Linked DNA regions of Mus musculus: regions 1, 2, 3 and 4 are each linked to region 5. Evidence: chromatin contacts called from public promoter capture Hi-C data. All regions are on one chromosome and are shown on one strand. Each heading gives the region's core, a stretch centred on a gene start, on an enhancer-like site or on the middle of the called end of the contact. The rest is flanking DNA. Distances are from core to core; before and after follow the strand shown. Region 1 holds the start of Rai14 (retinoic acid induced 14). Region 2 holds the start of Adamts12 (a disintegrin-like and metallopeptidase (reprolysin type) with thrombospondin type 1 motif, 12). Region 3 holds the start of Slc45a2 (solute carrier family 45, member 2). Region 4 holds the start of Tars (threonyl-tRNA synthetase). Region 5 holds the start of Capsl (calcyphosine-like).

The links. Promoter capture Hi-C pulls out the DNA fragments that hold promoters and counts their contacts.
Region 1: a contact with region 5 is called in a promoter capture Hi-C map of the C10 cell line, with 7 times the contacts expected there. The contact joins the promoter of Rai14 here to the promoter of Capsl in region 5. A contact is called at or near these places in 5 of 39 promoter capture datasets (the C10 cell line, hippocampal neurons, liver and 1 more) and 2 of 115 datasets of contacts at active chromatin or transcription factors (embryonic stem cells and large pre-B cells).
Region 2: a promoter capture Hi-C map of liver shows a contact between it and region 5, with 5 times the contacts expected there. The contact joins the promoter of Adamts12 here to the promoter of Capsl in region 5. A contact is called at or near these places in 2 of 39 promoter capture datasets (hippocampal neurons and liver).
Region 3: a contact with region 5 is called in a promoter capture Hi-C map of hippocampal neurons, with 12 times the contacts expected there. The contact joins the promoter of Slc45a2 here to the promoter of Capsl in region 5. A contact is called at or near these places in 4 of 39 promoter capture datasets (the C10 cell line, frontonasal cranial neural crest, hippocampal neurons and 1 more) and 1 of 115 datasets of contacts at active chromatin or transcription factors (astrocytes).
Region 4: a contact with region 5 is called in a promoter capture Hi-C map of hippocampal neurons, with 6 times the contacts expected there. The contact joins the promoter of Tars here to the promoter of Capsl in region 5. A contact is called at or near these places in 2 of 39 promoter capture datasets (hippocampal neurons and pre-B cells).

The regions. Positions count from the first base shown.
Region 1 is chr15:10,711,778-10,716,328 of GRCm38.p6, forward strand. Rai14 (retinoic acid induced 14) reads right to left here and starts at 2,854. Exons shown (of 18, transcript NM_001166408.1): 1 at 2,746-2,854. It overlaps 4930556M19Rik (RIKEN cDNA 4930556M19 gene), which reads left to right and starts at 3,059. Exons shown (of 7, transcript NR_045063.1): 1 at 3,059-3,203.
Region 2 is chr15:11,061,526-11,066,336 of GRCm38.p6, forward strand. Adamts12 (a disintegrin-like and metallopeptidase (reprolysin type) with thrombospondin type 1 motif, 12) reads left to right here and starts at 3,248. Exons shown (of 24, transcript NM_175501.3): 1 at 3,248-3,632. The coding sequence starts at 3,506.
Region 3 is chr15:10,998,851-11,003,391 of GRCm38.p6, forward strand. It overlaps Slc45a2 (solute carrier family 45, member 2), which reads left to right and starts at 1,871. Exons shown (of 7, transcript NM_053077.3): 1 at 1,871-2,351; 2 at 3,978-4,154. The coding sequence starts at 1,967.
Region 4 is chr15:11,397,504-11,402,220 of GRCm38.p6, forward strand. Tars (threonyl-tRNA synthetase) reads right to left here and starts at 2,155. Exons shown (of 19, transcript NM_033074.3): 1 at 1,983-2,155. The coding sequence starts at 2,036.
Region 5 is chr15:9,434,270-9,439,246 of GRCm38.p6, forward strand. Capsl (calcyphosine-like) reads left to right here and starts at 1,759. Exons shown (of 5, transcript NM_029341.1): 1 at 1,759-1,898.

The DNA.
Region 1 (4,551 bases), core at 1,604-4,103, 1.3 Mb after region 5:
CTCTCCCTCAGCTAAAAGGGTGCCTTTAACAGTTAAGCCCTGGAAACCAGTTTTCACTTGTCAAGGGAATAGACACACTGTATTATTTACCTAAGAGAATGGCCTGCAGTAGCTAAGTGTGAGTAGAGACCTACATGGACCTCAAACAAAATTACTAGAGAAGCAAGTTGTATGGTGCCATGAATGTAAAACTAGGCTCATAAATGCTCAAGAATCTTCGTAGACCCACAGAGAAGGACCCGACACGCTTGGGAACTATGTATGTACTAACTGGACATCTGTGCTTGCTCGGGGCTAAAAGAAAAGAAGAAAAGGCAGATAACGTATTTGTTTTTATCTGAGGGAGGGAATAGGAAGAGAATTCATAAGCAACTTTTAAACCTATACAGTGGAAAGATGAATGCCTTACTATGCTCAATTTTCACTTATCGTTGAACCATTTCACATGTATTTCTATTGTGGAAGACAAGCTGGTTAGGAAAAGAAGAAAGGGGAAGACAAGGCTTGCCTACATCCTGTTCACCTCAAGGCCCACATGGCTTTAACTTCAAATCTCAGTTTCTCTACCTGTAAAGTTGGGTGGCTCTGGGGTGGGAGTTAACATGGCTGCAACATCCAAGTTAGCATACCACAGGCCCTGCGCTTGACAGCCAGTAACAGGAAAAAGGATCAAAGCGGCCATGTTGCCCAGCAGGTACAGAATCTTTCTGCCAAGCCTGAAGCCCTGAGCTCAGTTCCCCAAACCCACGTCATAGGAGAGAACTAACTGGACAAGTTGTCCTCCCATCTCCACAGCATGTACTGGTGCTCACATGAAAACATACAGGTAGACATCCACACACACATACATACATGTGCATACAATTGCACATACACCCATTTCTCTCTCTCTCTCTCTCTCTCACACACACACACACACACATACACACACACATACACACACACACACAGAGCAAACAAAAACAAGGGAGGCAGTGTTTGTACCTTCTGCTTACACACGTTAAGAAGTGGGAGTCTGGAGACAGTAAACGTTAGGGGCCACTATATTACTTTTTCACCGAATCCCCAGTGACTGGGGAGCCCATTCTTAGTCAGTTTTACTATGACAGCACAAAGATCTTTGAACTGGGCTATGTATGAACTCCTACACTGCCCTTTAAAGTCATAAAAACACATCTAAGGATGCAAATGTAAATAATACAATAAATTCATTCACGAAGCATCTCCACAGTTGGAGAAAAAACTGACAGCCCCGCACAGGATGTCTCTCCCAGTACTTAGTCAACAAGAATGGGATTTCTTCTGATAAAATTGGCTGTCTTATAAGCCTAAGGGAGAAAAGACTCCGATAGTAAGTTATCATTAACAGTTAAAAATTAAACCCATCAGTCAAAAACAAAACAAAACGACTCGCTTTCTCACGTGTAAGCAAGGGCCCAGCACTGGTGGGACAAAGCGAAGTCCAACCTCCCTGGGATTCACAGGCTTTTTTCCAATTCCGTTCAAACCCATAGGAGATGCAAGTTCTCGCTAAAAGAGCAAACGCTAGATCCGCTAAAGGGACAAACCTTGTTCTTCTCTAGGCCAGCCTTCACAACCTTGAGATCTCATACCCCAGACAATAAGCAGTCTTCTAGTCCCAGGCAGCTCTGCTCTGCGCTATTCTTCCTAAAGCCGATAGCATTCAAATCACCAGAGTTCAGAGTGAAGGGAAGGAGCAGGTACGAAGTGAGTGGCCTTGCATCTGCATACTTGGTAACGACGTAAAGTTGAGCTGAGCTGGGCTCCTTAGAAAAGAAAGCCTGGCTTTATATAAAGCTCAGGCCTCTGTGAGGTCACCCCTGCCTCTTTAAGTCACAGTGGGCTCCATCTGCTTTAATCTCCCCATCTGTTGCCTTTCCATACTTAACCCCCCTCCACCAAAGGAAATGTGAAATCCAAAATGAAAAACTACTGGAAACTGCAGAACCTAAACTGGCGACACAAACTGGCCCAAGACAGTAGGCGAGAGTTGAAAGAAGGATGGATGCTTGCCCTCCCGGACGGGTCGCGAAGGATGCCGACCTAAGCCCAGCAGCTTGGAATGTTTCCCAACTCCAGCATCCTCCTCCCTGCCCTCCTAGGAGCTGTGGTGGGGGAAAATGACAAGGAGAGTTGGGGGTAAGGGGTAGTGGCAGGCCCAGGGTGGTCTCGCCTGCGCCCTCCAGACAGCTCACCAGCTCCCTTGAGTCCGTAAAGGAACAATAGCGGACTGTGGGTCTCCAGAGCCACCGGGCGTCTCTCGCTCCCACCTCCCGTCTCCGGCTTTTCCAAGTTCAGTCAAGAGGTGGGTCGAGCCAGGGAGCAAGGACTGGGGCACCGGACCCGGGGCAGGGCACGAAAGTGGGACGGGCTGCCCCGGGGGCGCAGCCACAGCGTCCTCTCGGGTCCGGTCATTCATTCCCACCCGCGCTCCCTCCGCAGACACCCCGCGCCACTGTCCCGCACCAGACCGCCAGAGGAGGCGAACCCCCTTTCCAAACTAGGTCGCACCTCTCTCTCTTTCTGCCAGATCCCCACTATCCTCCCGTTCCTCCACCCCACCCCCCCTTCCAACTGTCTTCCGTGGTCAGTGAGCGGCCAAAGCTCTGTCCAGACCAAAACTCCCGCCCGCTCCTCTCGGCGCCCGGAGCTCTGCGCAGCCCCAGACACAAAGGCGGGGACCGAGTCCAGAGCCCGCACCCCAGCCTCGCCGCCGCCACTCACCCCATCCAAGCGGCGGCCTCAGCTCCTGGCCCCGCTGGCCGTCCCGCCCGCCGCTTCCCCAGGAAAGTGCGGCTGCCGGGCTCGCTTCCTGCTCGGCTTCCTGCGCTGGGTCCCTCCTCCTCCTCCTCCTCCTCCTCCTCCTCCTTCTCCTCCTCCTCCCGACGCGGGGTCAGTGGGCGCTCAGCTCCGGGGCTCCGCCGGCAGGGCGGGGGCAACGGCAGCACCACCACGTGGCCGCCGGGCGCCGGCCCCCGACCTGGATCCCGTGGGCTCCAGGAGGGAGTTGCTAGCCACTCCCACTCCGCGCGGCCCCAAATTCCGGGAGTCAGGTGACCTGGCCCCGGAGCTGCTCCCTGGACCTGCGGGAGGTGCTCTGCGACCGCCCACGCCCCGGCCCGCGGCGCGTCCCGGACGTCCACGCTTGCGTTTCTGCGGATCGTGGGAATCCTTCTGCGTGGGTCTGTCTCACACCTTAACTTGAAGTTAGTGAGATCCGCGGTATGCGGGTTCCACCGCTGGGGTAGGATAAGGGCTCGGAAAAAGTACTTGTTTCTGGTCAGTTTCCAAAGTTATCTGTAGTCTTAGGAAAAGCCGAGTCACCGACCCAAGCCCCCTCTGAACCAGACTGAGATCGGTTCCATTTCCAGTGTGAACGAAAAGAAAGTAAACCAGAATGTACTTACATTTTCTGGGCTAAACCAGTTGGTTGGAGCGACTGTTTCCTAACACTCCTCAGGTGTAAGACAAAACTTAGTTGTGTTCTGCTCAGGGCTTGGGAGACTATCTACAGCCTGGACTGGCCGGCTAGATAGGGGCAGGAGCGCCCTCAGCGGGGTGTCTTGAGTTTGGAAGTCCTGAGATCCGGTAAAGCTTCCCTCCCCCAGACCACCAGGACCGGACCTCTGAACCGAATCGACCCTTCCATTAATTCTGAGGGTTTGAAATCTCACTATTATTCCCCTAATTTAAGCAGGGATTTTAGTCCCACTAGCCAGCTAGATCGTAAAAAGTTTGACTCACCAAAGCTCCATGGGACTCCTGGTTGGTGTTGTGTCTTTCGCACAGAAAGGTTTCTAGAGTAAGCAGATCCTAGCTATTTTTGCTAGGATCGCCTGTAAGTCCACTGAAGTAAGGAGGAAAAACAACCAGTTCCAACAGAAGTGAGAGTCACCCTAACAGCAATCAGTGTACAGTATCTTGACTTTGTGTGTTACCATCGGATCGGGTGGTTTGTTTTTTTTTGTTTGTTTGTTTTTTTTTACCCCACCCCTTCACTCCTTTCCCTAAGAGAACACCTTGCCTTAGCTTTCACAAGCGAACTTGCCAACTAGAAAACAAAAGCTTCATCTTTAGCTCAATAGTCTTTACTTCCTAAGTACCATACATCAAAAAGAATCCCTGGGGGGGGGGGGCGGGGCAGGGGAGTGGGAGTGGGGAGCCAATTCAAAGCAAGATACACACTTTTACACATGTGATGTGGAACTAAAAACCACACTAAAAGAAACAATTGACAGCACCCTGTGTAGTGTGGGCCATTTCTTCTAACCGGGTTTTGATCTTGGGTTCTTTAATCAGTTACCAACAGAGTATTTAAGTACCTTCTACCGATCCTCCAGCTGGAGGAAAGGTAACCACCTGTGGATCTGCTTTTTGTTGAATCAGAGGCAGCTGGGAGGGTGGTACAGCCTGTCAAAGGCTCCTTTGGAAATGCCAGTGTGTGCATATTGTTTAGGAAACCGACGACAAACTGTAGTTAAACTATTCAACAAGTGTCTCTCTAACCAGCCTTTCATCACCCAAGTCTTC
Region 2 (4,811 bases), core at 1,998-4,497, 1.6 Mb after region 5:
AGATTTTGTATTTGAAGTTTTTAGTTTTGGATGACTTCTAAGTGAATGATGTTCCTAGTTAGTGTTCATCCCTAGTTGTCTTACTACAGTGAACTACCTGGGGCAGTTACAAATTAGCAAAAGAAAGGCTGAATTTGAGATTTCAATCCATGACTTCATGGTAGGGACCACATAGCTTTGGACCTGTGGTAAGGTCACTGGGTGGCAGAGTCAAAAGTGCATGTCTGAACAAAAGGATTGAACCGCAAGCTAAGAGACAGAGAAACACTGAGACACTGGAGGTACCCTACAATTTTCTTGGATACCCTATCCCCACTGACTTAACAATCTTATACAAGGCCCCACCATATAAATGTTCACAGTACCTTCCAATACTACTACCCTAAAAATGGGGGACCTTTGAGAGATCATGTCCACAATCAGACTTAGTATGGTCTTGAAATTACATGGGAGGAGAATCAGAAGAATAGTATAGAGTTGAAGTAGTTAATCTGCAAAGCCAGAATTCAGCGGCTCAGCCTTGACATAAGAGTGCTTTGACTTCTTGTTTCAGAAACAAATCTCTATTCCAGCTATCCAGGACATGGGAGCCAGTAGAGATTTTTGGTCTTCAGAAAACATCTGTTTGCTCTTAAAAGAAAAAGAAAATGCCCGGAGCTCGTGTCTCTAGCTGCATATGAATCAGAAGATGGCCTAGTCAGCCATCAGTGGACAGAGAGGCCCATTGGTCGTGCAAACTTTATATGCCTCAGTACAGAGGAACGACAGGGCCAAGACGTGGGAGTGGGTGGGTGGGGGACTTTTGGGATAGCATTGGAAATGTAAATGAAATAAATACCCAATAAAATAAATAAAAAAAAAGAAAAAGAAAATGAAGAAGAGAGAGAGGAGTAAAAGGTATGTGTATATGTGTATGAGGGGTGTGTGTATGTGTGTGTGTGTGTGTGTGTGTGTGTGAGAGAGAGAGAGAGAGAGAGAGAGAGAGAGAGAGAGAGAGAGAGAGAGAACTAAGAGAATATGCAACACAGAGATCAGCTCAAAGTGTTTTTAAATGACCTCATAAATGCATATCTGGCAGCTAATGGTGCCTACTAAATTTCATCGATTTTGGCTCAGGATGTGAACTTGCTACCTTCTATATGTGATAGGAATAGAGGGTAGGTGACTCAGTTCCCTGTCTTCCTTATCATGACATACTATGTCATAACTACTACATCATGGCTATACTACATGGCCAGGAGAGCTGAAGGTTGCAGGTAGAATCAGAGATGTTAGTCAACTCCAGAGACGATCCCTGATGAGGGTGATGGGAAGTGTTCTTGGAAAGGCCGACGAGGGGGAAAATAGAAAAGAGACAGAGAAACATTACATGGGCAAGAGTCAACCAGCCATTGCTGGCTTCGAAGATGGGGAAGAAGAGCTGGGAGCTAGAGAATTCCAGGAGGTTGAAGCTGAAAGAGGCCAGAGAATAGATTTTAAGACAGCCAGAAAGGAATGCAGCTTCTTGATTTCAGCCCAGTGAATTCTGTTGCAGATCTTCAGAACTTAAGACAATAAATCTGTGTTGTTTTAAGACAGTAAGTTTGTAAATTTCCACTAGCAAAACACAGGAGCCAGTGTCCCTCAGAAAGTCTTGATAGCTATGTTTCCCAGTGTGGAGTCCTTTGGGCTTTCCATCTAGGGCCTTGCATTTTGGGTCCCTGGGGATGGTGTGGCTGCCCTGACCCAATGCAAGATCACCTAGTAGCCAGACATCTTGCTGAAGGTGTGTGATTGGCTGTCAGCCAAAGAGCCCTCCATACATGAGGCCAAATTCCTTCTGAATGGAATAAGGGCGGCGGGGGGGCTGGGGGGTGGGGGGTGTTTGTTTCAACCCAGAGGTAAAGAATTTTGGCTGGGTTATCCTGGATCATTCTCAAGATGCCTGGTAACTCCTGCTCTGTGACATTCTCTCAATGAGGAGAAAGTGAGTATCTGAATGGATACTCCAAACACACACACATACACACACACACACACACACACACACACACACACACCACACATACCACACACACATACACACCACACACACACACATACACACCACACACACATATACATACATACACACACACACACCACACACACACACCACACACACATACCACACACACATACACACACACATATACACACACACACCACACACACACCACACACACACATACACACATATACACACACACACCACACACATACACACACATACACACACACATACACACACACACACCACACACACACATACACACACACACATACACACACATACACACACACATACACACATACATACACATACACACCACACACACACATACACACACCACACACACATACATACACACACACCACACACATACACACACATACACACACACACACCACACACACACACATACACACCACACACACATACACACACACACTCATACACACACATATACACACACACACTCATACACACACACACACACACACACACACACACACACACACACACACACACACACTGCTGCAGCTGCCACTGCCTATGCTCAAGGCCTTCCCCTGTTGGGGCTGAAATCTTTCTGCATGTTGCTAGTGTGCTGCTGGTGGAGGTATTACAGAGAGAGGGTAGGATTTGAAAAGAAAGCAGGCACTGACCTATAGCCACAGAAGGCCTCTCAAGCATTTGATCCACGTACCCCTTCCTGCAGAGGAAGAGACTTGTCCAGGGTCAAGACAGCAGATTAGCTTGGATCATTTCCTGTGTGACTTGGCAAAGAGAAAAAAATTGCTTATTAGTTGTTAAGTGGAAATCTTAGCCTGCCCTGGAAGAAGAGCACAGAGGTTGCTAGAGGGTGGGGAGTCTTGACAGAATAGGGTACATTCAGGGTCTGGGAGGAGCTAAGAAGGATGCTGAGTAGGGTCCCCTCTGGCCCATAACTCACTATTTGTAAGTACATTTCATCCTGTGTAAAGGAGATGGGGGGGGGGGCGTGTTGTCCTAGGAGCCTCTGACGGCTCTTACTCTAGTTTCTTCCTGGCCAGCTGTCTAGGGTCTCCCCTATTTGGCCCGCATGCCCAGGCTCTGAGCCCGGAGGGAGGAGCTTGAGGGAGGAGGGCGTCCCCAAGGAAAATGTGTTAGCTGGCTGGAGGCCTGTCGGGTGGGGAAGCAGAGGGGTGGGGATCTGGGGTGGGCTGAGCCCCTTGGCTCTGACCCAGTCCATGCTCTGGCCCGCAGGAAGAAGAAGCTGTCAGCTCATTCACTCCCCTTTCAGGACAGGGAGAGAATAAAAGCTCTCTGGTCCCATCGGCTTCAAAAAGCCACTAGAGCCTCCTGGTCAGCTTGCGGGCCGCTCCCTTCCCATGCTTGGACCATGTTCTCGGGCGTCTTTCTGTGCGGACACAGGCGAGGACTGGATATCTGCAGCTGAGAGCTAAAACTTTTAAAACTTTTCTTCTCCCCAACAACTGAACCATGCCATGTGCTCGGGGGAGCTGGCTGGCCAAGCTCTCGATCGTGGCTCAGCTTATTAATTTTGGGGCTTTTTGCCACGGGAGACAAACTCAGCCCTGGCCGGTTCGCTTCCCAGACCCGAGGCAAGGTTAGTGGCTTTTCTTTATTTGTTTTTCTAACAGTGGAGTAGGACAGTGGAACTTGGTCTGTTCCCTTCCCCCACCAGGCAGGGCTGAACTCTAAGCCTTCTGGCCTGTCTAAGGAAAACTGCTGTGTGCTCAGGCTCGGATTTCCTTCTCTCCTAGGGCTTAAGGGTGCACACTCAGGGGTGACACCCTGCTTGGAAAGACCCAAGAGTACGCTCGCTCCCCGAGCCCCTCCCCTCCACTTTCCGCTTCCCCCCTTTGCAGACTGTGACATGGGAAATTATTTTTAATAAAGAGACCCAGCTGGTCACGGACAGTCATGGCAAATGTTTCCTTCATTTAAAACTTCATTTTAAGTCTGGAAGGTAGAAATTTTATTCTGGCCTCCTGCTGAGCACACTTGGCTGTGTTTTGGTTTCCTGGAAAGATTTAGGGTTTTGTTTTTTTCAAATGACATTCCTACTGGGGAGAAATTTGCCTCCTGGGGACTCCCGGTTGTCTGTCTTGCTTTGCAGAGTTCCAGGACAGCCAGGGCTACACAGAGAAACCCTGTCTCGAAAAAAAAAAAAAAAAAAGACTTTTCTCTGTCTAAATTTAGTGACGCATGCGTGTATTCTGAAAGAAAGCACTGGGAGACCGTGAAGATGGTTTATATTGGAATTCACTCCTCCTATTAGTATTGTTGTGGGGTCGTCATCATCTTCATCCGTAATGCCCAGGCCAAAGTGGTGCCGTTGCCTTTGTTTGTTTGTTTGTTTGAAATTGAACCTAGAAGAGTTTCATGTTCAGAGAGGACTACAACTTCAAGGTGTTGTCAGAGCAGGGGGGCTGGGAGGCTTGGAGAGATGGGGAGTGTATGAGCTCCGGGATGGCCTGCCAGCCCCTCCCACTACTGACAATGTCCTTCTGGGGTTCTGGTACTATGGCTACCATGCCTAGTTTACAAATGGGGACACTGGAACTTGGGGACCTTATGAGCTTAACTATGAAGCACATTCTTGAGCCAGGTATCCTACTTAAAATCATGCAGCCATAGAATGATAGCAATAGCAGGGATAATGTGCGCGCGCGCGCGCGCGCGCGCACACACACACACACACACACACACACACACACACACACTCACATGCATACACGCACTTGTCCACGTTTAAGGGATTGCTAGCAGTGTGTTTTGCCCA
Region 3 (4,541 bases), core at 621-3,120, 1.6 Mb after region 5:
CCTTCTCCTCTTTCTCCTCCTTCTCCTCCTCTTCTTCCTCCTCCTCTTCTTTCTCCTCCTTCTCCTCTTTCTCCTCCTTCTCCTCCTCCTCTTCCTCCTCCTCTTCTTTCTCCTCCTCTTCTTCTTCCTCCTTCTTCTCTTTCTTTTCTTCCTTCTCCCATCTTCTCCTTTTCCTTCTCCTCCTCCTCCTCTTTTGCTTTAGGAAACCTGGAAACCCAGCTTCACAAAAATTAAATGGAAGGGATTATAGAACAGTCTTACCATGAAAGCTTGAACTGCCTCAAATCTGCTGCCAAAATGTTGTTTCACCGTTGACTTGATTTCAAAATTTAAATATTCTGGGTTTAAATATACACATGAGTTGTGTATAATATTTGGGTGCCTTGATACACAGTTTGAGAAACATCAAATTAGGATCTGCCTCGGGAAGAGCAAAGACGAGGCACACCAAGAATTTAAAGTTCTGCCACCAAGCCTTATTCCTGAACTATTTTTAAAGGCATTTTTTTTTCCTAAAAGATTTTCCCTGCCGGATCCAGTAAGGAAAATGTGACCCACCTGACGTCTTTAAAACAGAGAAAATTTAATTAGAAGAATGCATTTATGATACAAATCAATGTAATATAGTAACATTAGTAATATGTAACAGGCTCTCTCTCTCTCTCTCTCTCTCTCTCTCTCTCTCTCTCTCTATATATATATATATATATATATATATATAAATGAGTAATAAAGGCTCTCATATATATATATATACATATATATATATAAAGAGTAATAAAGGCTCTCATATATATATATATATATATATATATATATATACATATGTATATATATATATATATATGAGTAATAAAATGACATAGTGAGGCTATCCCGGTATGAGCAGAATCAAAGAGCCAGGACTAGACCTAGGGCTGCAGTAACAATAGCTACGGAGAGTTAAAGGGACCCAGCAGTCCAGTGTGGCTACTAGACAACTACTAGATTCATAGTGGGCATTCAGTCAATGCCAAAAATATCTCAGGATGAAGAAAATTGGGACATACTTGGTTTTTTTGTTTGTTTGTTTGCTTGCTTGTTGTTTTCCCACCCCTGACTTTTCACCAAAGCTTCCTGCTGTCCAAGTATGCCTAGAAGCCAGGGAGCAAGGGAACCTGGGAAATGTAGTCCCATAGGGCCAAGTAAAGTAGGCGGTGACTGGTACAAAACAGACTGTATATACTCTATTCATTCAACTCCTGTTTGTTAGCAGATATTTTGGGAGGACCTAAGAGGTGCAAGGCTAGATGCTAGGGATGCCATAACGACCAAAATCGACCTGATCTCTGTCCTGAGAGCAAGACCGGTTAACACAGGATGTAAAAAGCACCGAGTGCAGCGAGAGAGAAAAGTTCACGGAGTTAAGTGACAGCCAGTGGTTGGGGTGAAGACTGGGGCCTGGCACAGTTTTAGCTCTAGTTAATTTGTCTTTTAAGCTTTGGGTAGAAAGTGTGAATTCTGGAAAACAGAATATCCAGATCTATAGAGAGAAGTTTATAGAAATTATTGGATTATTTACATTTTTAGTTAGTCTCTGTCTAAGGAAACTTTATGATTTTTAAGCTATGAAACTAAGAGGTGTACAATTGTGTGTGTGGAAAGACAGACAGAGAGAGAGAGAGAGAGAGAGAGAGAGAGAGAGAGAGAGAGAGAGAGAGAGACTGACTGTGTGAAGGAAGATCTTTAGAGAGGCACAAGCATTCTAAGGACCCCGAGGGCTCACAGCAGCTAATCTCTGTCATGCTTCCGAGTGCCAACGCCCCCTTTGCTTCTCACCGTAACTTGTGATCTTGGAGGCATGAAAGAATTTCAGCCCCTCCTCCAGCCTGACCATCTCTGTTGGTTGCTCTGACAGGCTCCATGTCAGACCCGGTTTGGAGCACAAATCTGAGGACCACGCAAGAAGGCTATTTTCTCCGTGGTCATGAGTGGAAGCAATGGGCCGACTGACACCCATACCTATCAATCCTTAGCCGAGGATTGCCCCTTTGGCTCTGTGGAGCAACCCAAGAGATCCACAGGGAGACTTGTCATGCACAGCATGGCCATGTTTGGCCGAGAGTTTTGCTATGCGGTGGAGGCAGCTTATGTGACTCCAGTTCTGCTCAGCGTGGGCCTGCCTAAGAGCCTGTACAGCATGGTGTGGCTCCTAAGCCCCATCTTGGGATTCCTGCTCCAGCCTGTGGTGGGATCAGCCAGTGATCACTGCAGGGCCCGTTGGGGTCGCCGGAGACCATACATCCTGACTCTGGCCATTATGATGCTCTTGGGAATGGCTCTGTACCTCAATGGAGATGCGGTCGTATCAGGTAAGTGGATCGCACAGATCCCATAGTTAACTGCTGGGTTAAAATGTCATCAGTATTTTTTAATGCCGCATAGAAAATGGCTAGAACTAACGTTCTCTCTCTCTCAGCATGCAGTGACCTCCCTCCCACCTTTGGATGACCCCGAGCCTGGGGCTGAGGGGCTTTTACTTCCAGAACCATCTCGACGCTGCCTTTTATTATTGCAAGGTTTTAAAAATGGGATTGAGCTTATATCTATTTCATCAAATTATATTCTTAAAAATTATTTTTATTTATTTACCAGTCGAAGGAGTTTTGAGCCACTTATGCCTCATGGAAGACTTTGTTAAATTGTCCAGCTATAAGCCTTTGTAACAAACTACCTGCTGTGTACAAATAAGGCCTAATTCTGGGTGCTTAACATTTTAATTGGTTTAGGGCACAGGCCTGTCAGCTCTGGGAGTGCTTTTGCATTGCAAATTCTGGACGAAGAATTTGGTGTTAAAGCAATATTTCTAGCTGCAAATTAGCTACTAAATTCTATGTACTTGGTGACAGTATATTGGAAAAGAGACCCTGAGGGGCACATATTTCAATACCATTTATGCCAGTAGGAAGTGAATGAGTATGATACAGCTCAAGCAGGTACCATTTTTATATATTTAGGAGGATGTACAAATATGGAAGTGTGAGATATAAATAGGAAATATAAGTACTGGAGGTAGGAAAGAGAGGAGAGGTTTATTTTTCTCTTTTATACAGGAATGTTTCAAATATGTTCATATATTACACACCACTCTTAGGTTAACAAAGCAAACTATAAATCAGGGAAACAACTTTATCATTCTTGACAGATTCGGTAGATGGACAGAGCATACAGATAGAACGGATCTTACATAGGTGTTAAAAGCGCTACAGTGCCTGTCTCGATAAACCAAAGGAACTGGAGAGGGTTGGTTGGGGATAGACAAGGTTTTCATTTGTCTGGGCCATTCAAAAGTGTGCATGGAAGGGCGATGGAGCCACAAATTCTCATACTCACTCCCCATACCGGCCAAGTCAGAGTCCTGGAAAATGGGGCCAGCAATCTGTATTTTGACAAAACAGTTAGGATGGCAGTCAGGTACTCCAGAGACTGAGGAGCCCCATGTTTGGGTGCCTCTGTACAACTGTGGGTCCACACTTGCATAAAGGGGTGCCTCAAAGAGTAGCTGTCACTGCAGCTGGGATTTGAAGAATTGTGTCCATCTTATTTCATATTGTTATTATTTTTAATTTAAAGAGATGTCATTTAAAATGTGTAACTCAGTGCTCTTTAGAACAGTCCCAAGATCACGCAACCATTATCACTCTATTTCTAGGATATTTTCATACCCCTCCCCAAAGAAAGTCTCCACCACTGGAAGTCACTCCCCATTTTCTCCTATCACCAACCTATATATTTGTATTTCTACCTATGCATTTGTCTTTATGAGGCATCCAATTGGTACTTTCTTAAACATGGGGGGTGGGGGGAAGCCATTTTCTAGATGTAAAACCCAACCTACAAAACCAAAACAAGGTGATTTGATGGGAGTTTAAGTGAAATAAAAAATATGTGGGTTGTTTAAACCTGATTTAGAAGGCCTATGTTTGTTTTTCTTTTAGCTTTGGTTGCTAACCCAAGGCAGAAGCTGATCTGGGCCATAAGCATCACCATGGTAGGTGTGGTTCTCTTCGATTTTTCTGCTGACTTCATTGACGGGCCCATCAAAGCCTACTTATTTGATGTCTGCTCCCACCAGGACAAGGAGAAGGGCCTCCACTACCATGCCCTCTTCACAGGTAGGGAATATTCCAGAAAGCTGGTCCATCCGCTTTGCAGACAGGGAGAAATGTCAGCGGACGCATCCAGTGTCTCTGCACTTAGAACCTTTTGGATGAATGGGTCAGTTGATAGGAAGTGCCTATCACGCGCTCTGGCCCGTCTCCATCTGTGTCCCTGAACAAAGTAAGCTCATGACTGGGCTGCAGAGTTCCTGAAAAGGAAGTTTACATAAGAGGTTTCTTCAGAACACTGCAAAATGTAGGAAGGAGTCCTGTGCACTGAACATTCTCTTTAAAGCAATGAGCCTCGGGGCATTCGTCTGTCATGCAGCCCCAGCCTTACTAGGGATGCATTGAAAATGCAGGTTTCTGGGTTCTTCCTCCCCTTATGCTAATTCAGTCCAT
Region 4 (4,717 bases), core at 905-3,404, 2.0 Mb after region 5:
TGTAACTTTCCCTTCAATAAGCTTACCTGGACCTGTATGCAAAGCAATAAAAAAATGTAACATGTTCAATAAGAGTTATTTCGAGGAGGGACAGGGAGCACTATCTCCCTCCCTCCCTCCCTCCCTCCCCACCAGCTCTCTGCAGGGAGACTAAAGCACACATGTGGACTGAGTGATCACTTGTTTATCACTTCAGATCTCCTAGGCTGTTTTCCCTCTTCACACTGAATGTAATTATGTTCTTCACAACAATGCTGTGAAGATTATGTGTGAAAGGAAAAAGGCCTTGCAGCCTGTGGGGCTGAGGACGGCTCTCGATGACAAGCGAAGTCTGGGGTCAGATCTGTACCTCGCCCAGGAAGCTGCCAGAAGTTTAAGGTACCTGATTATTACAGAGGAAATGACATCACACTTCACATTTCAAGTAATTTTACTCACAAAGTCCCACTCTGAAGTGTTACATGCCCACTCAGGGGATGATTATCTTAAGAAGCTTCCAGCCTCAGACGAATCTCAAGAACCCAGTCGGCCTCAGAAGTAACAGGGTGGGTTTAGCAGGATTAAAAGACAGCAGGAGGGGCTGGAGAGATGGCTCAGCAGGTAAGAGCACTGACTGCTCTTCCAAAGGTCCTGAGTTCAAATCCCAGCAACCACATGGTGGCTCACAACCATACGTAATGAGATCTGACTCCCTCTTCTGGAGTGTCTGAAGACAGCTACAGTGCACTTACATATGATAAATAAATAAATCTAAATAAAAAAAATATTTAAAAAAAGACAGCAGGGAAGGAGGCAAAGGGGTAACCAAGTTATAAAACCATAAAACACCTTAAAAACATAAGGAAATAGGAACAAAATCTATCCATGTATACCTGTCATTCATCGCCTTAAATCTGTAGCTTAAAGCGCATACACAAGCATTTTAGTGATTTGCCCTATCAGGATGGAAACTCCTCTTGATGAAGACCCTAGCAACCGTCAGCAATGGTTACCTAGACAATCTGTCATATGGCCTCACCCCTTTCCAATGTTCCTTAAACCCCCATGCCATGTCACTTTTTGACAATACAATACATACATAGCACCTCCCTACAAAACTCCTGCACGTAGAGAATACTGATAGCCTCAATCGCTGCACTTCCCTCCCGTCTCTCCCTGTACAGCCGGGGCACAATTCATCCCCTGAACCTGGACAGCCCTGCCCTGCCTGATTTACCTGACCTCATTTTTCCAAACCCAATAAAACAGTCTGACTGTGCTTCTCTATAACTCAACCAAGCTAATCAGAGAAGTACGATTTTCCAGTCCTGCACATTTGGGGAGCCCCCAAAGTCAGGAATCGATCTTAACTTGTGTAGCCACCTGGACTGCCTGACTAAGTGCCAGGGCAAATAAATACACAGGGGACACAGGCACAGTTGGCTGTAAAAGAGGGGTGGGGCAGAAAACACGCCAGTGTACAAATGCTGTTCCTAACCAGTGGGTGACAGCCCAAAGCAAAGTTTAAAGGGGATGTGTGTGAAGTTATTTAGGTCGCTTCCAGCACCTGGCAGACAGAGGCTTTAATTTCAAAACAGTCTGTCAATGGGGGCATCCAGCCTTATTTAGCACCCAATCTTGGGCAAACTGGATCTGATCGCGGGGACTGGCTTTTCCTTCCTAACTAGAGCTTTTTGCTCCACGCAGTTTAGGATTTTAAAAAGTTCTTCAAATGTTCTTCCCGCTTATTTTAGTGAAAAAATACAAGCGCGGGAGTCTAAGCCCCAAATGCTTACTATCTGAGCAAACCACTCAGTCTCAATTCACAGATCTCTAGGATGAAGATGCCCCCCCACCCCCCAGACCCTGCCAGCAAGAGTTCCTAACTTATTACCCAGGGCCCCCAATACCGACTGCTCCCTGCTACTTTCCACTCCTGCCCCGCCGGGCAGTGCCGGCTCCCAGAACACATCCGCTCTCTGCACCCCACGGCGCCTGCTCACCGGCTTCTCGCCGTCCATCTTCCCCGAAGGGCTGCTAGCCTTCTCCTGCGACATGGAAGGACCACAGAGAGACAAAACCCGTGAGCTGCACCGCAGAGAAGACCCCAAGCCGGCGGTGTAGACCTACAATTCCGCACTGCGCGTGCGCCACGTGGCCACAGGCGGAACCAGCTAACCAGCTGATGCAACGGGACTCCTGGCCCCGCCCTACCTGGACACGAGGCCAATGGGCTACGCGGAGAGGCGGGTCCTCCCTTTCCTTGGCCAATAGAATAGCCGAGAATGACGAACCCTTCAAGAAATCCCATTAGTTCCAGACTGTGTAGTGAGGCGCGCAAGCGCACTCTTCCCCTTCTGACTGTAGCTTGCATGGCCTTAGCGGCCACCGTAGTGAACTTGAGCTGCTTGGACTGAGTTTCCCGGAATTGCTGGATATGGTCTCTGGCGCTCTGGTTTATCTCAGATGCGCTCTACCTGGAACGTTGGCTGATAATCTGAAGCGATGACTCAGCCTTCCTCATGAGAATAGGACCGATTTGCTGTTTGAGGGACAAGCGCCATTGATCAAAGCTTTCTCAGTGTCTCACGGAGTTTTCCCATAGACGGCACAGAGATAAAATTAACTTTTTACTTGAAGGAATAAACTCCACACAAAAGTCATTGATATCACGGGAGCTCGAGATTAGATTTTTACTACTTAAGCAAAATGCTTAGCAGAAAGTTCTAGTTGGCCTGCTTATCCTAATAGCAGCTGCCAGTTTTTGGGTTGTTCTGTGTTTTTTCTTTGCTTCACTGTGCAGCCAGGGATAGCCTCGAACTTGCAATTTAGATCTGGCTAATCTGGGAGCCTTCTGCAATAGCCACCCAAATTAGAGGATTACAGGCGTTTGCAACCATGTCCACCCAATGTCCACACCACCACCAACCTACACACACACACACACACCAGCCGAGTAGAATTGAGACAGGGTCTCACTGTATGTATAGCCCGGCTGTCCTGGAACTCGCTGAGATCCACTTGAATGTGACAAATGCCTCCTGGGTGACTCTTCAAGGAGCAGGTTCCCATTTCCAAGGAACATATTGTCCAGGGAAACAATACATTTCACAACGGCCTCAAAAAACATGAACTATCTTGGAGTAACTCAAACAAGACAAGTGAAAGATTGTACAAGAAAAACTTTAAGACAATGAAGAAAGAAATTGAGAAAATTTCAGAAAACATAAAAATCCCCCCATGTTCATAGATAAATACAGTAAAAATGGCCATTCTACCATTCTACCACAGGCAATCTACAAAGTCAAAGCAATTGCCACCAAACTTCCAACACAATTCTTTACAGAACGTAGAATGTTAAGTTTTAGATACACACACACACACACACACACACACACACACCACAAAATCACGATGGCTAAAACAATCCTGAAAAAAAATGTTGAAGGTATCACTATCACCAACCTTGTTGTGGGTATAAGAGACTCCCAGGAATCAAAGGGAGGGACCTTAGATGAAATGCCCGACAGTAGGGAGAGGGAACTTATAGAGTCCACCTCCAGCAGGAAGACAAGTGAGGGATGGGGTTGCCATCCCATAGTCACATCTCTGACCCATAATTGTTCCTGTCTGAAAGAATAATAGGGATGGAAATGGACAGGAGCCTGAGGAAAAGAAGGTCCAGTGACAGGCCCAAAATAGGATCCAGCTCTAGGAGAGGTCCCAAGGCCTGACACCATTATTGAGGCTATGGAGAGCTCACAAATAATGATTGCACTCTGAAAGACCCAACAAGCAGCTGAAAGAAGTCAGGTACAGATATTTGCGCCCAACCAATGGACGAAGCTTTCCAGTTTTATGAGATCACATTTATCAATTGTTGATCTTAGAGCATGAGCCATTGGAATTCTGTTTAGCAAATTTCCCCCTGTGCCGATGAGTTCAAGGCTCTTTCCCACTTTCCCTTCTACTAGATTTAGTGTATTTGGTTTAATGTTCAGGTCCTTGATCCACTTGGACTTGAGCTTTGTACAAGGTGACAAATATGGGTCAATTTTTATTCTTCTACATACAGACAGCCAGTTAAACCAGCAAAATTTATTGAAGATGCTTTCTTTTTTCCATTGTATATTTTTGGCATCTTTGTCAAAGATCAAGTGATTGTAGTATGTCTTTTTATTTCTGGGTCTTCAATTCTATTCCATTGATCAACATGTTTGTCTCTGTATCAATACCATGCAGTTTTTATCACTATTGCTATGTAGTAAAGCTTGAGGTCAGGGATGCTGATTCCTCCAGAGGTTCTTTTATTGTTAAGAATTATTTCTCTGTTCTAGATTTTTTGCCTTTCCAGATGAAATTGAGAATTGTTCTTTCCATGTCTTTGAAGAATTGTATTGGGATTTTGATGGGGATTGCATTGAATCTATAGATTGCCTTTGGTAGGATGGCCATTTTTACTATGTTAATTCTGCCAATCCATGAGCATGGGAGATATCTCCATTTTCTGAGATCTTCTTCAATTAATAATGAGCAATGTTTGTTGATACCCATTATTTCATTGTAATAGTGTGAGGGGTTTTTTGTTGCTGTGTTTTGTTGTGGTTTGGTTTTGGTCTGTTTGTTGTTTGTTTGATTTTCTACCTTCTTTTGATATTTTGTTCTAAGATTACTTATACATTGAGTTTTCTTGGGTGTGTTTAACTCTTTAGGTTGGAGACTTCCTTCTAGAACTTTC
Region 5 (4,977 bases), core at 509-3,008:
AAAAGATCGTACTTCTCTTCAGCATTTTTATAACCATGAAAAACATAAAAATGAAAATCTATCATGACAGTTGAGAGATTTTTATTTAGTTTTTAGATTTTCAGATGGAAGAGAAATATATTACAAATGACCTTGCAATGCATTATCTGTATTTCATAGTGGTGCAGATTATCATTTGAGAATGTATTAACTTGGCATAGGATTGAGAAAATGAGTAAATAATTTGGAAATGTTGAGAGGTTTCATAGCTACTAAAAAGAGAATCAGAAATGTGGTTTGAAAAGAGCAGTAGCATTACTGTATGGGCTTAAGAGCTGATCAAGAATTCATAATTTTATTTGATAAAGATAGGAAGAGCTCAACACAGAGGTACAGAGAAGTGATTTTTATAATCACAGTTAACCTGTTTATTCTCTAGATCTGACCAAATACACACACACACACACACACACATCCCAAACAAACAAACAAACCCAGCAGTCTTTTATTAGCAAGGAGTGGGCCTAGGCACCATATTCTAATCTCTAAATAGGATTTCCCATGAGGAGCTATGATGCCTTGGGAAACTGTGATTGGAAGAACCCATTTCCTGCACTCTAGTCCAGACCCTTCTGTCTACCTGACTTCACTCCACCCTAATCACATCCAACTTCTAGACCCATCCTTTCTTCTGCTCAGGGCCAAACTATTTGCTGATGATACATCCTGGGAGAGGAGAACGATTGTCTTCAGCCATATATCCACTGGTGACCTCACCAGGCTCCAATGGATGGTTCCAATCCAATGATTACACAGCCCTCCTTAAACTAAATCGGACCAAAACAAGACAGAGAGGCATGAATCTGGAAGTGAGAAGCATACTGAATCCCTGCCCGTGTCCGCACTTTCCCTTAATTTGTTAAATACCATGCCCTACTGGAAGGAGACTTGGAAAGAGACTAAGGGAAGTTTTGAGGCAAGTGATTATTAATGTTGAATAAATCTCATTTGATGTTTATGTCAAATCTCAGAAATTATACTGTTCATTTGAATGATATTAAAAATCAACTACCACACTTGTCTGAGTAAAATGTGTAACAGGAAGTGGACCAGAGGCCTTTCTAGAAAGTTCTGTTCCTAGTTTTTTGGATGACTCCAGGGTAGATGGAGCCTGGGGATGGGAGTGTGGTAGGCCGTTGGATGTTACAGATACTCAGGGTAGAAAATGTGGCTTAATTTACTCCCAAAGCAAACAACAAGCCTGCTTTTGCTCTGGCAAACATATTGCTAAGAACAAGTGTGGAGCTAATAGAGAACAAAGGGTAAAGTTACAGAAGCTAAAACACCGTGGGGAAAGGTATCTTCTTAGTGTGTGAATGTAGAATTTAAAAAACGAGGGCATTGCCTATAATTGCTGCTACTTGCTCCTAAGGGTTGTGGTTTCCTGATTCACCTGGCAATAAGTCACCAGGGAGACAGCCTTGTAGAGTCAGAAGGGAGCCGCCTGAAGCAAGTATGGCAATTTATCAAGCATTTCCTTTTAAAACGTGGGATACCAGTTTTGATGCTGTTTTAGAAACCAAACAATTGCCAGTAGAACTTCCGCCTACCATTTCTTCCAGAACAAACAGCTTGTTGGGTTTTCACAGTCACTGGGATTTCCTAGGTAACGAGGAGTGTAAACTTGAGAAAAGGCAGAACCAGCATATGAATGACAGCGAGCGGAGCCAATCAGAGCATGACTTTGCTTCAGCGTTCCCAGGCTATCCAATTAGAACTGAAAGCCTTGAAAGGCCAGGACAGCAAAGGAAGACAGGTAAGAGGGAGACACAGGACCATGGGAGGAGACTAGAGTCCCCAGGGCCAGAAGTCCAGAGTTTCACCGTGAAGCAGCCTGCGGCTACAGACGAGCATTTCAGGTAATTCAATGCTTTCATTTGTTTAATTCACTGTCACTGTTTTTGTTTCATTTTTAAGATGAGGATCTCTTATCTAAAAAGAAAAGTTAAAAGTCAGTGAGAATGCATGTCCTGACGAAGCCATCCCTAGACTCTCAGTGCACAAAGAGCACAGCTGGTCCCCAGGTGTAGACTTTTGGAATAGATGCTTAGACAAAAATCAATTTCATTTAGCAAAGGCAAAAGAGATAACACTTTCAGAGTGGTGCCTATTTGCTGGGTCATTGGATGAGAAGTTTCTTTGATGACTTGCAGTAACTATCCCGATGGCCACAGACAAAACAGAGCTTAGAATTCTGTCTCCAACTCACAAAATGATCAACAGATTTAGCATTATTCCCATTTATTCTGTGAGATAAGTTTGTACTGATTATACCACATCCTGTGAATCCATGACAGATGCAGGATAAAAATTTAGAGTTTTTAATTTAGCGTTTTTTTTTTGTTGTTGTTGTTACTTGAGAATTGAATACATTAGTACTATATTTATTTAATATCTACCCTCCACTCTCCACTCTTTAAATTCATGGCCTCTTCTTTTTTAATTCTCTCCCTTCTCCCCCCTCTCTGTTTCACACACACGCACACATACACACACACAGGCACGCACACACACACACACACAGTGAGCTTATTTAGTGATGCCCATGAGTACATGCATGTAAGACTGACTGCTTCGTGTGAGATGCGTTATCCAGAAAGTCCTCCCTATAGAAAATGGATTCTCTCTGTCTCAGCAGCCATTGATTGACTGGAGCTCTTTTTTCTTATGATTAAAAAAACAGAAAACCAAAAATCACTTCTTTGAGATCATAACTGTATTATGCCCCCATCCCTTAACCTCTCCAATCCTTCCCATATGCCCTCTTTGCTCTGTTTAAAATTGGCCATGTGTTTCTTTTTTTTTTTTCATTTTTTATTAGGTATTTAGCTCATTTACATTTCCAATGCTATACCAAAAGTCCCCCATACCGACCCACCCCCACTCCCCTACCCGCCCACTCCCCCTTTTTGGCCCTGGCGTTCCCCTGTACTGGGGCATATAAAGTTTGCAAGTCCAATGGGCCTCTCTTTCCAGTGATGGCCGACTAGGCCATCTTTTGATACATATGCAGCTAGAGTCAAGAGCTCCGGGGTACTGGTTAGTTCAAAATGTTGATCCACCTATAGGGTTGAGATCCCTTTAGCTCCTTGGGTACTTTCTCTAGCTCCTCCATTGGGAGCCCTGTGATCCATCCATTAGTTGACTGTGGGCATCCACTTATGTGTTTGCTAGGCCCCGGCATAGTCTCACAAGAGACAGCTACATCTGGGTCCTTTCGATAAAATCTTGCTAGTGTATGCAATGGTGTCAGCGTTTGGATGCTGATTATGGGGTGGATCCCTGGATAAGGCAGTCTCTACATGGTCCATCCTTTCATCTCAGCTCCAAACTTTGTCTCTGTAACTCCTTCCAAGGGTGTTTTGTTCCCACTTCTAAGGAGGGGCATAGTGTCCACACTTCAGTCTTCATTTTTCTTGAGTTTCATGTGTTTAGGAAATTGTATCTTATATCTTGGGTAGCCTAGGTTTTGGGCTAATATCCACTTATCAGTGAGTACATATTATGTGAGTTCCTTTGTGAATGTGTTACCTCACTCAGGATGATGCCCTCCAGGTCCATCCATTTGGCTAGGAATTTCATAAATTCATTCTTTTTAATAGCTGAGTAGTACTCCATTGTGTAGATGTACCACATTTTCTGTATCCATTCCTCTGTTGAGGGGCATCTGGGTTCTTTCCAGCTTCTGGCTATTATAAATAAGGCTGCTATGAACATAGTGGAGCATGTGTCCTTCTTACCAGTTGGGGCATCTTCTGGATATATGCCCAGGAGAGGTATTGCTGGATCCTCCGGTAGTACTATGTCCAATTTTCTGAGGAACCGCCAGACTGATTTCCAGAGTGGTTGTACAAGCCTGCAATCCCACCAACAATGGAGGAGTGTTCCTCTTTCTCCACATCCTCGCCAGCATCTGCTGTCACCTGAATTTTTGATCTTAGCCATTCTGACTGGTGTGAGGTGGAATCTCAGGGTTGTTTTGATTTGCATTTCCCTGATGATTAAGGATGTTGAACATTTTTTCAGGTGCTTCTCTGCCATTCGGTATTCCTCAGGTGAGAATTCTTTGTTCAGTTCTGAGCCCCATTTTTTAATGGGGTTGTTTGATTTTCTGAAGTCCACCTTCTTGAGTTCTTTATATATGTTGGATATTAGTCCCCTATCTGATTTAGGATAGGTAAAGATCCTTTCCCAATCTGTTGGTGGTCTCTTTGTCTTATTGACGGTGTCTTTTGCCTTGCAGAAACTTTGGAGTTTCATTAGGTCCCATTTGTCAATTCTCGATCTTACAGCACAAGCCATTGCTGTTCTGTTCAGGAATTTTTCCCCTGTGCCCATATCTTCAAGGCTTTTCCCCACTTTCTCCTCGATAAGTTTCAGTGTCTCTGGTTTTATGTGAAGTTCTTTGAGCCATTTAGATTTGACCTTAGTACAAGGAGATAAGTATGGATCGATTCGCATTCTTCTACATGATAACAACCAGTTGTGCCAGCACCAATTGTTGAAAATGCTGTCTTTCTTCCACTGGATGGTTTTAGCTCCCTTGTCGAAATCAAGTGACCATAGGTGTGTGGGTTCATTTCTGGGTCTTCAATTCTATTCCATTGGTCTACTTGTCTGTCTCTATACCAGTACCATGCAGTTTTTACCACAATTGCTCTGTAGTAAAGCTTTAGGTCAGGCATGGTGATTCCACCAGAGGTTCTTTTATCCTTGAGAAGAGCTTTTGCTATCCTAGGTTTTTTGTTATTCCAGATGAATTTGCAAATTGCTCCTTCTAATTCGTTGAAGAATTGAGTTGGAATTTTGATGGGGATTTCATTGAATCTGTAGATTGCTTTTGGCAAGATAGCCATTTTTACAATGTTGATCCTGCCAATCCATGAGCATGGGAGATCTTTCCATCTTCTGAGATCTTCTTTAATTTCTTTCTTCAGA